2 separate regions of the Ovis aries genome follow, and region 2 is linked to region 1. The links are chromatin contacts, called in public Hi-C maps. All regions are on one chromosome and are shown on one strand. The core of a region is the stretch at or near the end of the contact, and the rest is flanking DNA. Distances in the headings are between cores, read along the strand shown.

Region 1 (7,330 bases), core at 2,089-4,588:
TACATAAGGCATATCTATATATAATATGTAGTTCACTTGAAAAACTTTCTAAGAACATGTCATATTTGATACAGAACCTTCTACATGTCAAGGAAATTCATCACCACTGGAGACACATAAGCAGGAAAAACACACTTTTTTATTAATATTTAAAATGTACTTCATATTATACTGTGAGTTTACTAAATACAAGTTTTAGCATTGGTAAATTTAGCCTGTTTTCTTTTGTTTTTTATTTTGTATTGGGGTATAGCCGATTAACAAGGTTGTGATAGTTTCAGGAGAGCAGCATGGGGCCTCAGCCATGCATACACATGCATCCATTCTCCCCCAAACCCCCTCCCATCCGGGCTGCTACATAACACTGAGCAGAGTTCCCTGTGCTCTATAGCAGGTCCTTGTTGGTTATCCATTTTAAATATGGCAGCCTGTTTTCCATGTTCAAAAACTCTTTACAGGTTTGTTTTGACCATTTTCAGTCAATGCTCTATTCTGATCATTTTCAGATTGTCTAGGTCAGTGGTGTGCAATGGAAACATAATGCAAGCCACACATATAGCTTTAAATTTTCTAGTAGTCACTGAAAAATAAAAAGAAACCTGAAATTAATTTTAATGTATTTTATGAATTCATACCTAAAATATTATAATTTCAACATAATTAAGATGAGAAACTTTACTATCTTCATAGTACAATGCATATTTACATTTTTCCAGCCACATACATATTTTCCAGTAACTGAACCAAGTATCAGATTTAACATTTATTAAAATTAAATAGAACTAGTTAACTCCATCACACTAACCACATGTGACCAGTGGTTATGTTACTGGAAAGAACAGGCCTAGGTCAAGAGTGGTTTTGTTGTCCTCCCCATGCTAACTTAAGCGGTGATAAAATTAAAGAAGTTTTTCTTTTACCTTCTGTGGAAGGCAAAATTTTGAAATAGACTGAGAAGTTTTTAGTCTACTTCTTTGGGAAGATTCCTTTGTACTTTCCTCTCAATTATGCTGTGAACTTAAAACTGCTTTTAAAAAATAAAGCCTTTAAAAAAAAATGCAACATAGAATTTTGCTCATGGCACACACGCTGATGGTAGTAACATTCAATCCAATGATGAAGTGTGTTTTGCACAAGGTACAAGAGATGAAGACGGCATGGCTAGTTCACCAGGGAATGGTTGCTAGTGATGCCTCGAGAGGGGAGGATGGGACTAATGGGAGTGGTTAGAGGAAACAACGGACAAGGAAAGTACTAACAGGGAGTGTAGAGCTGTAATTTTATCCTGTATCCCAGTGAGCAGGGGTAAAGCTAAAGTAATCTGACTGTGTAATAAAACTCTAAATGGTATTTCTGAATCATTCATCTAGCAAGTGATGCACAGAGTGCCTTAGAAGGGAAACTCGAGGCTAGGAGCCCCATTATTCAAGCAAGAGAAGGTGAGGCCCTGACCTGGGGTTAATAGAGATGGAGAAAATGGGGGCGGACTGAAGAGACATTGAGGTAGTAAAGGCAACAAGATGTTGTGAGTAGTCGGATATGGAAAATATCAAGTAGGCAAGTACCTAGCCTAACTTCCAGGGAAATTGGCCAAACATTTGTACCATTAGCCAAAATAAGTTGAGTGAAAAAGGAGACAAGGGAGAGAGGGAGAAAATTCTACAGTGGAAAGGAATCCTAAGAGGTAGTGTCATTTTACCGAAAGAATTCCAGCTCTGGAATCTGAAACTTGGTTTCTAACAGCAATTCCATCATTTTCAATTATTAAGCAAATTACCTCCGAGCCTCTAGACCCTCATTTATACTATTTCTTACTTTGAGAACTTTCATGAAGAATGAATATTTATGCATGTTAAACTCATAGAATAAATTAGATGCTCAGTTTAAAAGTATATGTATTTGGATCTGCTGAATGCCTGCACTGGATACTACGCTGACTGCATAAACAAGGCGAAACCTAGAGTTTGCTCTCAATCAGATTATAACTTAATCTTCTGGTCTTTAGGAATAATAGTTTTCTCGGGCTCAAAAACATCACTGCAGATGGTGACTGCAGCCATGAAATTAAAAGACACTTACTCCTTGGAAGAAAAGCTGTGACCAACCTAGACAGCATATTAAAAAGCAGAGACATTACTTTACCTCCAAAGCTCAGCCTAGTGAAAGCCATGGTTTTTCCAGTGGTCATGTAAGGATGTGAGAGTTGGAACACAAAGAAAGCTGAGCACCAGAAGAATTGATGCTTTTGAATTGTGGCATTGGAGGAGACTCCTGAGAGTCCCTTGGGCAGCAAGGAGATCAAACCAATCCAACCTAAAGGAAATCAGTCCTGAATATTCATCGAAAGGACTGATGCTGAAGCTGAAGCGCCAGTACTTTGGTCACCTCATGTAAAGAACTGACTCACTGGAAAAGGCCTTGATGCTAGGAAATATCAAAGAGGAGAAGAGGAGAACAGGATAAGATGGTTAGATGGCATCACCAACTTGATGGACATGAGTTTGAGCAAGCTCTGGGAGTTAAGGATGGACAGGGAAGCGTGGTGTACTGCAGTTCATGGGTCGCAAAGAGTCCGGCACGAATGAAGGAACTGAACTGACTAATGAGCCTTCTGCCTCATAGAATTTTGAACCTATGGTGAATGGGCTGACATCATAATCCATTTTTTTCTCATAACACATATTCAATAATTGGTAGTAGTTCCTGCAGCGATCACTATCATATAAAACTCAATAGCTTTTACGAATAACTTTTATGTAGAAAACCACACAGCAATATAAATATTTCATAGCAGTTAGTTTACTTATTTCAAAAATCCGGAAACTTGAACAAATCATAAAAAAAATCACATCCCATGATTAACTTCATGTTTTCAAGTTTCAAGTGAAACACTTTTTAAAAGGAAGGCTTAGCTGGTAAAAACGCATTAATGGAGTTTACTTCTGTGAAACTGATCTCGCAGGTTGCAAATGGGGGTCAAAGAAAATTCCAAACTCATTCTGCAAATACATGTAGGGTTACTCGGCATTCAGAGTCTTCCAGCTTTCCACTGTTAAGACCCATCTTTTTTAAGGACTACCAACTGAATAAGAGCAGCAGGTGAAAGAGATGGCAGGATTAAATCTCTAGCGTTGCCAGTCTACCTCGTCTTCCGTTCAAATACTGGCGCGCATTTAACTTCCGGGAAGGGTCCCCTGGCGCCCACGCCCGCACCCTAGGTTCCCACGCTCCCGGAGGCCGTCCCAGGCGCAGGAGATTCGGGGCTGCGACCGCGCATGCGTGCCAGTCCCGCGCATGCGTGCCGGCTCCGCTCAGGCCCCGCGGCTCCGCGCATGCTCAGAGGCGGAGGTCGGCGGGGCCTGGGCGGGTGTCGGAGGCCGGCTCCCCCCGCCCGCCGCCGCAGCCCCGCGCTTCCCTTCCGCGGCGCGGCCGGCCGGCTTCCCGTTCCGGGCGCGCAGGCGGCGGCCGCCGGTGCTCGTTTCTGTCGCGGGCGCTGAGTCGGCTCTGGCAGCGCCTGTGCGGCGAGCATGGCATCTTGGAGGCGCGGGCCCGCCCTGCGGCTGTGGGCCGCAGGTAGAGGCCGCGGGGGCGATGCGGGCGGGCACGGGGACCGTCTCCGGGAGGGGAGAGGCCTGCGCGGTCGCCGAGATGCTTTCCCGTCCCGGGTCCCGGGTCCCGACACAGAGTGGGCGCTGTGGGGCCCTTAACCCGACGCGGCTCCGCTGGAGACGCGCGCCTTCCGACCGGCCGTCGGGGCGGTAGGGGGTCCGCGGAGCGCGGGCTCCGTCGGCTGGCGTCGAGGGCGCTCCTTCCCGGCGGGCGCGCACACCTGCTCGGCGCTGGGCTCTGAGCCTGGCCAGCTCGGAGGCATCCTGGCCCGCGCGGGCGCATCCTGGCCGGGCCCGGGGGCTGTGCGGCGTGGCCTGGGGATCGGCGGGTCCTGCTCAGTCTCGAGCTCGCCTCGTCGTCCTCCCCACGACGGGTCCACTCGCACCGTTTAGCTCCCACCGCGTGCCCGGCGCTGCTCCGTGATCGGTTGTTAGGAGTCCAACCCAATGTTGTTTCTGTCAGTTTCGGGGGCGGGGGGCAATATTTTTGAATGGCATTTGAAGTTTATCGCTGAGAAGATAATTGCTTCTAGAGAAAAAGAAATATAGACAATGTTCACGTCTACCCCAAAAGCTGAGATGGTGAAAAACAGGATGAAAGTAAAAATTTATTTAAAAAGAACTTCCGTCCTTTAGAATTACTGGCCTAGGTAGAACTTGCTGTCACCACATGGTCATAAATATTTATTAAACAGGTGAACGACTTATGCTTTTGCCTAATTTGTGTCCTCGGATGGGTGAATGATGTGTGTTTTGGGAGGTTGTAAAAAGCCGGAAACATTTTATAGGTGAATAAGCGTATAATGGAAGCCAGAAGATGAATTAGCATGTATTTCACTGTATATATTTTGCCTTTTGTTTTCAGTTTTTCTGCTGGATCTGGCTTTCTGTAAAGGACAGGTGGAAGATCTAGACGACTCGTGAGTATACATGTTTTTAAATAGTATCTTCATTTCTTCCAGCTGTGATGTTATATGAATACCGGTATGAGTCTAGTATTTTTTAAAATAACACTTGTTTTATTGAGCGCATAAATCTGTCGTAGGTAATTTGCTAATTTTGTTTGGAGGTAGATTTTGTTTTTTTCTTTGAAGTGTAGTTGACTTACATGTTAGTTTCAAGTGCACTGCATTGTGTGAATATAATCTTTTAATAGCAAACAATGGGCAGTGCTTACCTAGCACCAGTTTTGCTCCAGGAGTTGCACTAAGTGCTGTATATGCACAAAATAGGATTGCACTCGGCAGTTCTATGAACAGTCATAAGAGTAAAAACTGCTAGAGTCTTCTGTTTTACCTGTATGTTGTTAGTCACTGCTGAGTGGGTGCTGGAGTTTGGTAACCATCCAGTAACACAGGGTGAATCCCCCAGGCCTTGCTTGTTGTAGGTGAGGAGTCTGGCTTCAGAACAGAATCCTGTGTGTGGCTTTTAGGCCTGAGCATGGGCAGTGACATGGCTTTTCCTGGCAGGGCTCTGGGGGGAAGTTGCTCTCCCCACACCAGACGTGGGGCACAGACAGTGCACCAAGCTCTCTGGGGTGGGGTGAGCCCTAGTCGCAGACTCAGGCCCCCAGGCCAGCTGGGCTCCTGTGTGTGCGTCTGCATTCTCAGCCTGGGGGTCCCTTGTGGAGACATGCTGGTGGGGGCCTCGCCTCAGGCATTGCTTAGGGAAACCTCCTTATTGAGGGGCTTGGCTGAGACCCTTTCTGCACGTGGACTCAGTATCTCTCCTCTCCTGTCCCTTCCCTCATCCCTCCCCTCTCCGCCTGGGTCCTCGGCAAGGCAGACGCCTTTGGGGCGAGGCAGATGCCTTTGGTTTGGGCCTCCTCCCGGGTGAGATGCATCTCTCAGTGCTGAGGAGCTGGCAGCTCATTTCTGTCTGCCGGCCTGCACTGGCGCAGTGAGTGAGTCAAGTCTTGACTCTCCGTTTGGCTAGTTGTCCTCGTTCACCACCCCTGCCCGCAGCAGGGTGCTCTGATGAGCAGAGAGCCCCAGGGTCCCACAGGGCACTCAGCAGCCTTCCTGGTGGGTATTGGACACCCTCGTGGATTGTTACAGGCGCTTCAATTCTCAGAGAAGCCACTGTTAACACTGAGGTGATTTTATTAAAGTTTGTGGTGCCCTGAAGGGTGTGGCACCCCAGATCTGCTCCTTTCCGAGGAGGAGAAAGCGGGAGTGAGCCGGTGCATGAGTCTGGGACCCTGACTTTCCTCAGCTGGATGCTGCTGCACTGACAGGGTTGGCCCTCCTGTAATGTGCTTCCCACATGGTAAAGAAGCCGCCTGCCAGTGCAGGAGATGAGGTTTGATCCCTGGGTCAGGAGGAGCCCCTGGAGAAGGGAATGGCAAGCCACTCCAGGATTCTTGCCTGGGAAATCTTGCAGAGGAGCCTGGCGGGATACAGTCCATGGGGTCGCAGAGAGTTGGACATGACTGAGCAGCTAAGCAACAACAGAGTCTCCTGTAAGTGAAAAGCTTTTCTGGCCCACCTTCCTAGCGTCCGTGGCTGCCCAAGCCTCCTGTGAGCTCCTGGATCTGAGGTGAGGGATCAAGGACAGTGGGCAAGGAGGCCGTTAACCGGGCCTGGGTTCTGGATTTGTGCTTTCTGCTCCTGCCTGTTGCTGGACCCCTGTGAAGATGAAGCCCTGGGATTAGGGTTGGTCCTGCCCCTGATAGGCACTCTGTTCTGTCCATGACGCTCACCAGAATGGCCCTGTGCTGACTAAGGGACTAAGGGAAGTAGCCAACGAGCATCCTATGCTTGTCAGCTAAACACGGGGACTGAACTATTCTTCATCCCAGAGTGAGCGGACGTGCAGTGAATTGCCTCCTGGGCCCACAAGAGGATGGCCCTTGGAAATTCAGGCACCGTCCTAGCTTGGGCTGGTGAGCAGGGGTTGCCATGGCTGAAGGAGACTGAACCGGAGTGAGAAGGCTGCCCTGCTTGTCTAACCCTGGCCAGGGCTAAACTAACTCCCCAGGGACTGATGACCACGCCGGGCCAGAGTGTTCTCAGCAGATGGAGTGCCTTGGCTCCTCATCGCCCCATAGACCCTCTGGATCCTGACTGCAGATGACACTGTCTCTAGGTTGGGTCCAGCTGTCCCCGTGCCTTGCACTGACTTGGGCCGCACTGTCAGGTCCCGTGAGACCATGTTTGTTTGCTGTGTAGATTCCCCGAGGGCACTGGATCTGGTGATGCCTAGGGTTTGCAGCCCCAGCCCCACATCAGTGAGCGCAGTCATGGGTGTACAGTGGACCCTCCATATTAGCCCTGACACCTTCCTTTCCACCCGGGGCCCTGTCTGGGATTCTGTACCAGTCAGCTCCTTCCTATCGATGGGATAGGAGAGAGAGGCTGCTGCTGCTAAGTCGCTTCAGTCGTGTCCGACTCTGTGCGACCTCATAGACGGCAGCCCACCAGGCTCCGCAGTCCCTGGGATTCTCCAGGCAAGAACACGGAGTAGGTTGCCATTTCCTTCTCCAGTGCATGAAAGTAAAAAGTGAAAGTGAAGTTGCTTAGTCGTGTCCGACTCGCAGCGACCCCAGGGATTGCAGCACCAGGCTCCTCTGTCCATGGGATTTTCCAGGCAAGAGTACTGGAGTGGGGTGCCATTGCCTAGGAGAGAGGCTATTAAGCATCAAATGATGGGAGACAGTGGCCCCCGCCCTTTACCTCTGGGTGCAAAGCTGCCTGCAAAGACATCAAGAATAATGACCATTG
Region 2 (7,330 bases), core at 3,270-5,769, 1.0 Mb after region 1:
GAGGGGCAAAACTGTCCCCAGGAGAGACCACTGTTCCAGATGCACGGGGTGGGGTGGGGGATGGGTGGAGGGAAAGAGGAAGGGCCCCACGCTGGGCTCCCTTAGTAAGTTTCATCTCCTCTAAAACCATCTTACATAGGAAAAGCAGGACTATACGTAAGCAGAAGTGGTAGCAGTAAAATGCCTCATTTACAAACACGAGGTTTTAGTGGACTTACGGGGAAACTTCTTTCCTCAGAAGTTGGCTTTGGTATTTTTGAATTTTCATAAATCTCATAACTGTCATACAGACTTGTACAGCTGGATAAACAAACTCAAAGAACACTCTCAGACACATCTTCATTAGCAGCTTTGCAGGCAGAATCCCTGTCACTTTGAGATGTTTTGTATTCAAAGCAATTGCAGAAAGAGTATGTCCAGATCCTACTGCCTGCTTTAAATCTGTGGTTTTGTCTTTATCATTGGCGTGGCCTATTAATGCTGAAGTTTGGTGTCTGTTTCTGTACAGAGCTGCTACCCTCCCAAACTCTGGCACAAAACTAGTCACAGCAGTGCTCACGGATCAATACAATACACCTCTGGCCTTGATAAGTGGTTCTAGGAATCTGCATCTGAGCTCACGCAGACAAAACCATGCCAAGGAAGAGATATGCTAAGTGAAGAATAACTAAGTCTTCCCTAGATTCAAATGCCTGAGCTCTGCACCAGCCTACTCCTCGGAGACCTGTGCACAGTCAGCTGCTGAACATATAGCAATCAGTTCCTTGATATCCTTGTCCCAGTTATTAAGAGTCCACCAGGGTAACAGATCACGGTCAATACGATTTCAGTCAAGGGACTTTATGTAGTTCTTGGTTTGTTTTATTCCTTGCTGTTTATCCTTCTGTAAGGTGATGCAGTATTTACCTATATTCTAAGGCTCAGAACTTGAATTTACTTAAGATATAAAATGTCTTGCAGAAATTCTCTTTAAAATGTTGACCAGCTTTCTTCTGAGGTTTCACTTGAATTAAGTCCCTCCAAGATGTAGCTCTGACTCTGTGCTGTGAAAGGTCCTCTGTAGGAGAGTAAGAGCTTCTGTTCTACTCAGAACTCAGCAACCCACTTTAGATGTTTAGACTGTTTCCTTGCCTGCCATAAAATGAAGGTGATAATTCATGTTCAACAGTCGATACGCACTCGACACAAAGTGCTGGGCTCTGAGTTAGGTGCTGAAGAATTTAAAAACCGAAAAGAAGAAAAAGAAAAGGTAAGAAAAAAAAGAAAGAGGAAGGAGGAGGAAAGGAAACCTCCTGCTTTGGGGAATCTAGTTGAGAAAGCATCATCTCTGATGTAAGCAGGGTGGCTGGGAGTAGCTGCTGCTGCTGCTACTGCTGCTGCTGCTGCTGCTGCTGCTGCTGCTGCTGCTAAGTCGCTTCAGTCAGATCTGACTTTTAGCGACCCCAGGCAAGAGTACTGGAGTGGGGTGCCATTGCCTTCTCTGGCTGGGGGTAGGGTTGAAAGATATTCAAATTAAAAAAAAAGATTTTCATTAAATGCTTTGAAATCACAAGTAAAATCTCATGTAGATTTAAGATCTTTTTATATAACAGCATATAGCAGGAAATCCCTAGAGTTAGAGCGACAGACTCTATGGTTCTTCTCTTCTATTAAAATAAGAAACCGCTCCAGGATTCTGAATTTAGCAGCTGTTTGCATATGTGTCTCATGCCACACTCATAAAGATTTTTAATGCGCAATAACATAATATATACCTCATGCCTTCTGTGGCTGGATGCATTATTTATAATTAACTAACTTCGTACCATCTTCATGTGTGGAAGGAGTAATAATTGGAGCTATCCATTTTTAGTTCACAGGAAGCAGGACGCTCTTCATTTTTCACAGAACTATTTACTTACCACCCTTTCTTGCCAATGATTTGAAATGGTCAGCTGTAGCTCCTGTTTAGTTTCAACAGACTCACAACTGGGAGACGATGCCAGTTCAAAGTGAATTAACCTGAAAGTTCATCTAGAAATGCCGAAAGGCCTGCTGCACCCCACAGCTTAGGTGCAGACACTCAGGTTAGACCTGAAAGTCATAATGTCTGAACCGGAATGCATTCATCTGTAAAGTGAAAATGATCATACTGATGTTAAATCTGAAAAGAAAAAGCAAAGGCTTGGATGGAAGTTAAAATATTCCCCTGGCAGATGTTAGTGTTTGTAATAGTTCTCCATGGTTCACTTTGCCCTGGGTCATGAGGCACTTTGGATTCACAGAATAAAAGAATCCCATCCACACATTTTGTTCTTAGAAACGGTCTGCATATTTACTCACTGTATTTACTAACACAGATTCCTAGTCACTTTCTAAAGCTCCTCTTTGCAGAAACTTATAACAGTCTTTGCATCTGGGTAAAGACTCCTCTTTCCTCCAGCTCTACTTTCTCCTGTAAGGGAGGCTAGAAGCCAGGGGTCATCTTTCTCCATCGTGGATCATATACGAGGACAGTCCCGATGTTTACAGGAAGTTCTGTTTCTAGAGGTTGGAGGAGGATCCTCGTTTCAGAATGAATCTTAGTGGATGAGATGAGGCTCTACGTGAGCCCAACTGTTGACACTTCAACTCATTTCAAACACAGGTACAGTCATTATGAGAGGGGCTGAGTGACTGACCATGACCTGAAAGAGCTTTGAGGAGAGCACAGTAGTCAGCCAGGGAAAATATGACACATAAAACAAATGGTCTGAGGCTGAATATATTTACAGATAAAAACTATAGCGTGGTTAGGGAAAAACCTAGGGTGTATTTACAGAAGAATTTAAGCATCTGAGCTGGGACAAGTATAATGAGAGAACTTCAACAGTCAGAAAAACTTTCAACCAGTAAATTGGAGTGTCGGGGGCAGAGAATACTGTGCAGGAAGGAGCTGGATAAGCACAGTTACAGAAGCAGCAGGCAGAAAGCAAGATTGGCCATTTGGACAGAGGTAGGAGATCCAACCAGTCCATTCTGAAGGAGATCAGCCCTGGGATTTCTTTGGAGGGAATGATGCTGAAGCTGAAACTCCAGTAATTTGGCCACCTCATGCAAAAAGCTGACTCATTGGAAAAGACTCTGATGCTGGGAGGGGTTGGGGGCAGGAGGAGAAGGGGACGACACAGGATGAGATGGCTGGATGGCATCACTGACTCGATGGATGTGAGTGTGAGTGAACTCCGGGAGTTGGTGATGGACAGGGAGGCCTGGGGTGCTGTGATTCATGGGGTGGCAAAGAGTCGGACATGACTGAGTGACTGAACTGAACTGAACTGAGGGTTCCCAAGGGGATCAAATAGAAGATTGACTGTGAGGAAGAGGCCATATTTCACACCCAGGGTAAATTATTTTGAAATGTATTCTGCCAGCAACGGTCTACTCTGGTTTTACCAGGAAGTGATCAGAGCAATTATTTTTTAATAGACATATGTGTCCCTTTCTACCAAAATGGAATGGAGTAGGAGGAAACTGAAGGCATCACCAATCCCCAACGGGGTTGAGTTTGTTTATCTGTGACAACTGGTATTTCACTATATTAGACGGCAGGCTCAGGTTGACTCTTGGCCAAGCATAATCTCAGATGTTAGTGAGAGGTTCCATATGTCCAGTACCACAGGAATTACAGCTGCTCGACGATTTCCAAAGTCTGGAATTGCACACACGTGTCACAGTAACTGAGCCACACAGTCTTTCCTGCCTGCGGGTCTTTACTGAACTGCAGCTTCCATTTCTCGAATAAGAAAGAGGTTCCTTCCACCTGTTTGTCACATACCTTTCCATATTTACACTGCCAGAGAAATTATTGCAATCAATAAGGCTGATTAGTCTTTTTTGTCTTCCCCTGATCTTTAGCATCTGTGCTCCTAAAGTCAGTCTTGTATTAACACGGTATATTGATTTTGCATTTCTAAATGACAGCCCGGTTGCCGAACATTCCTCTCTTCAGCCCTTGCTCTTCCTGAAGGCTGATCCCAGACTCCCACGGCGTCACCCCGCCCATCCCCACGTTCCCCATCATTCGTAATCCGGCCTAGAACCTCCTCTATCTTTCTCTCACTCCTAGCCCTGTGAGGTCGGCCCTCTCCCCACAACCAAAGGGGTAACAGCAGCGGGACTCGACCGGCAGGGAGAGGTCCTCGGACCCTAGCACTCCCAAGTCCCTCCCTCCCTCTTCCTCCGGCTCCGCCGCTCCGGGAGCGCGCGCCGCCGCGGAAGCTGGGAACACGCGCACTCGGAAGGCCCTAGGGTTCAGATGCCGGGAGCGGTCGGCCCCGCCCTCGGCCCCGCCCTTATCTCCTTCCAGCCCCGCCCCCGATCCGTCTCCGGCGTAGCCTGTGCTCACGCTTCCCCGCCCGAGGCTCCGCCCCGCCCACCGCCGGCCTCGCCCTCCCAGGATTCGAGGCCCCGCCCATGCCCCGCCCCCGGCCGTTCCCGCCCCGCCCCCGGCCCGCGTCGCCGTCTCTCGCCCTCCCCGGGCCGCGCGGCCGGAGCTGGCACTGAGCACCGGCGGCCGCTGCAGCCTCGCGTTCTGGGCACGACAGCGCCCCGCCGGACACGGCGTCCCCGAGAGCGCCCGGCGCGCGCGGATCTGCCTTCCGCGGCCCCGGGCTGCCCGGGGGCGTCCGGCGCTCCCCGAGGGCGGGCGTGTCCCCGCGGCGCCGGGCGGGGCACGGGCGCGGGGCCTCAGCCTGTTGGAGCGCCGGGGGCGCCGGACTCGGGGGCTTCGGGAGCCCTGCAGGGGCCGGGCCGCCCGAGTCCCACGCAGAGCAGTGTTTTCCAACTCTCCGCCTGTGTCTAATCGGGCCCACCACCACCCGGAGACACCCCGTCCAGATCTGCCGAGGTAAGCGGACTTGGCTATTGAGGGGTCTCTTGTCCTCAGACCACTGCCAGGGGTCGGGGATGGGGAGCGGAGGATGGAGCTGGCATGTTCGTAGGAAACGAATCACAAAATGCAACAGGCGGAGCGGAGCAGGAAACTCCTAGCGTTCATGTTTCCCACAGAGAGGAGACTTGTCCAAGACTGAAACTTGGTGAGGTTCTTCGGAACCCAGACGGGCAGCCGCGAAGCTGCTCCTTGAGTCCGGGTTTGGGTCTGAGCTCCCTCTGGTGGCTTCTTGTAAGGATGGAAAACCAGGCTTTTCGGGAGGGAGACTGGAGCAGAACCGGCGTTCTTCGCTCCCACATATTGTCACGATTTCTCCTTAGACAAAAGTGACTGCGCTTAGTATTATAGTTCCTCTGGCAAAGACACCTTGAGCCCTTGAAAGCTAAACACTCATCGAGAATCATAAAATGTCCTTTCAACTTTGGGTTTTTTGTCTCTGAGTCTTCCGTGATCAAAACAAGAATGACAGCGGTACTCAATCTTCTCTTGACTGTATTTGAGTAAAAACATTTTAAATTACGAAAGCAAGCCACCGTTAAAATAAATACTCTTGGCAAAGTTACATCTTGTAGCCGCTTGTCTTCTACCACCATTGTTATCCTAATATGTGCCTTGAAAAGTATGAGAAAAGGAATCATTTCGTGTAATTTCAATTGTGTTAAAAAACAGATCTTATTGTCATTCCAAAATTTCTATCAGGAGATGGTAGAACGTTTAAATCTTCCATTTATGTCCCAGCATACCTGTAGCCTCAGAGAATTTGTTTTGTTTTGTCCCCCAGAACAAAATTTCTGTTTTGTTTTTCCAGTGTCATGAAAAAGGAACGGAAAAGAGACGTCACTGTTGGTGAAAGGGGAGTTTTCTTTCCCAGTTGGTGGTTACTTCATGATTGGAAAAGAAGTACCTAGGTGGTTGCAAAGATTAGATTTTCATAGTTGTACAGATGAAGCTGATAAAAGAAGATGAGAATGTGCTTTCTCAGATGGGTCATAATAGGCTGATGAGTAAGTAAGCCTGGACAAGACAGATTGGAAATGAGGGCAGGAGTCCGGAGTGTTTTAAAACCAAGTAGGACTTTGAACACTTGCTGAGGATGTTTTTCTCCCAAAAATGGAGGAAGAAAAAAAAATTCTCACAGCCAGAAGTGTAAAAAGCTGAGTGGAGTAACAACCCAGTCTGCTCCAAGGATTTCAGTACTTCATCAACTTCTTTGAGACCACACAGACAAAGGCATCAAAGCTGTATGATGATCTTATCACCAATGATGGTATCCTGTGCCAAGAATGACTTCTTAGTTTGGATTTTGGAGTGCTTTTTTTTTTTTTCTTTTCTTAATTTACAATGTGGGGTTTTTGACTCTCCATGTTAGGTAGATTTCTGTCACAGAAGTAACTTTTGAATTCATAGTATTCTTGACTGTCTCCACTCCTGTTTGCTGTGTGACATGGTAAAATCAGAGGCTTTAACATTCCTTGAAGTTTTATTGGAAGCAACACTGCATCAGGGAGGCAGATTCACAGTGTAAGTTTTCTCTCTTTGGCAACTGTACTTTGAGCCGAATGTCAGCAGGATTTCACAGCACATACAATTTACAGTCTTTGTTTTATCAAGGCCTTAAATGTATGTTTTATACTCAGCAGATGGGAAGCACATTGAGCACTACATTTGACATGTATGCTTGAGGAAAGGAGCTCCCCGATGGATCATGGCGTTAATGTTTACAGGACATTGCTTATTTTTAGTATTAGTGATGTTTGCTTTCTCTACTTTGGAGGAATCTGTGAGCAATTACTCTGACTGGGCAGTTTTCACAGATGACATAGATCCATTTAAGATACAGAGAGTGCAAGATGTCAGAGCCAATCAAAAACTGAAGAAGAGTATGCTTCATCCACGTTTGTATTTTGATGCTGGAGAGATCCAAGCAATGAGACAGAAGTCTCGCACAACCCATTTGCACCTTTTTAGAGCAATCAGAAGTGCGGTGACTGCTATGCTGTCAAACCCGACATACTACCTACCTCCGCCCAAGCATGCTGATTTTGCTGCCAAGTGGAATGAAATCTATGGTAACAATCTGCCTCCTTTAGCCCTGTACTGTTTGCTGTGCCCGGAAGACAAAGTTGCCTTTGAATTTGCCTTGGAATACATGGACAGGATGGTGGGCTACAAAGACTGGCTGGTGGAGAATGCACCAGGGGATGAGGTTCCAGTTGGCCATTCCCTAACAGGTTTTGCCACTGCCTTTGACTTTTTATATAACTTATTAGATGGTCGTCGGAGACAAAAATACCTAGAAAAAATATGGGTTATTACTGAGGAAATGTATGAGTATTCTAAGGTCCGCTCTTGGGGCAAACAACTGCTTCACAACCACCAAGCTACTAACATGATAGCACTGCTGACCGGGGCTTTGGT

Evidence for each region. Hi-C and Micro-C count contacts between places; a contact is called where the count stands out from the background.
Region 2: a contact with region 1 is called in a Hi-C map of tail adipose tissue, with 2.4 times the contacts expected there. The contact joins the promoter of DSEL here to the promoter of TMX3 in region 1. A contact is called at or near these places in 2 of 16 Hi-C or Micro-C datasets (muscle and tail adipose tissue).

What each region holds. Positions count from the first base shown.
Region 1 is chr23:8,688,195-8,695,524 of ARS-UI_Ramb_v3.0, forward strand. TMX3 (thioredoxin related transmembrane protein 3) reads left to right here and starts at 3,339. Exons shown (of 16, transcript XM_027961089.2): 1 at 3,339-3,573; 2 at 4,474-4,528. The coding sequence starts at 3,528.
Region 2 is chr23:9,690,748-9,698,077 of ARS-UI_Ramb_v3.0, forward strand. DSEL (dermatan sulfate epimerase like) reads left to right here and starts at 4,520. Exons shown (of 3, transcript XM_004020404.6): 1 at 4,520-4,867; 2 at 5,721-7,330. The coding sequence starts at 6,618.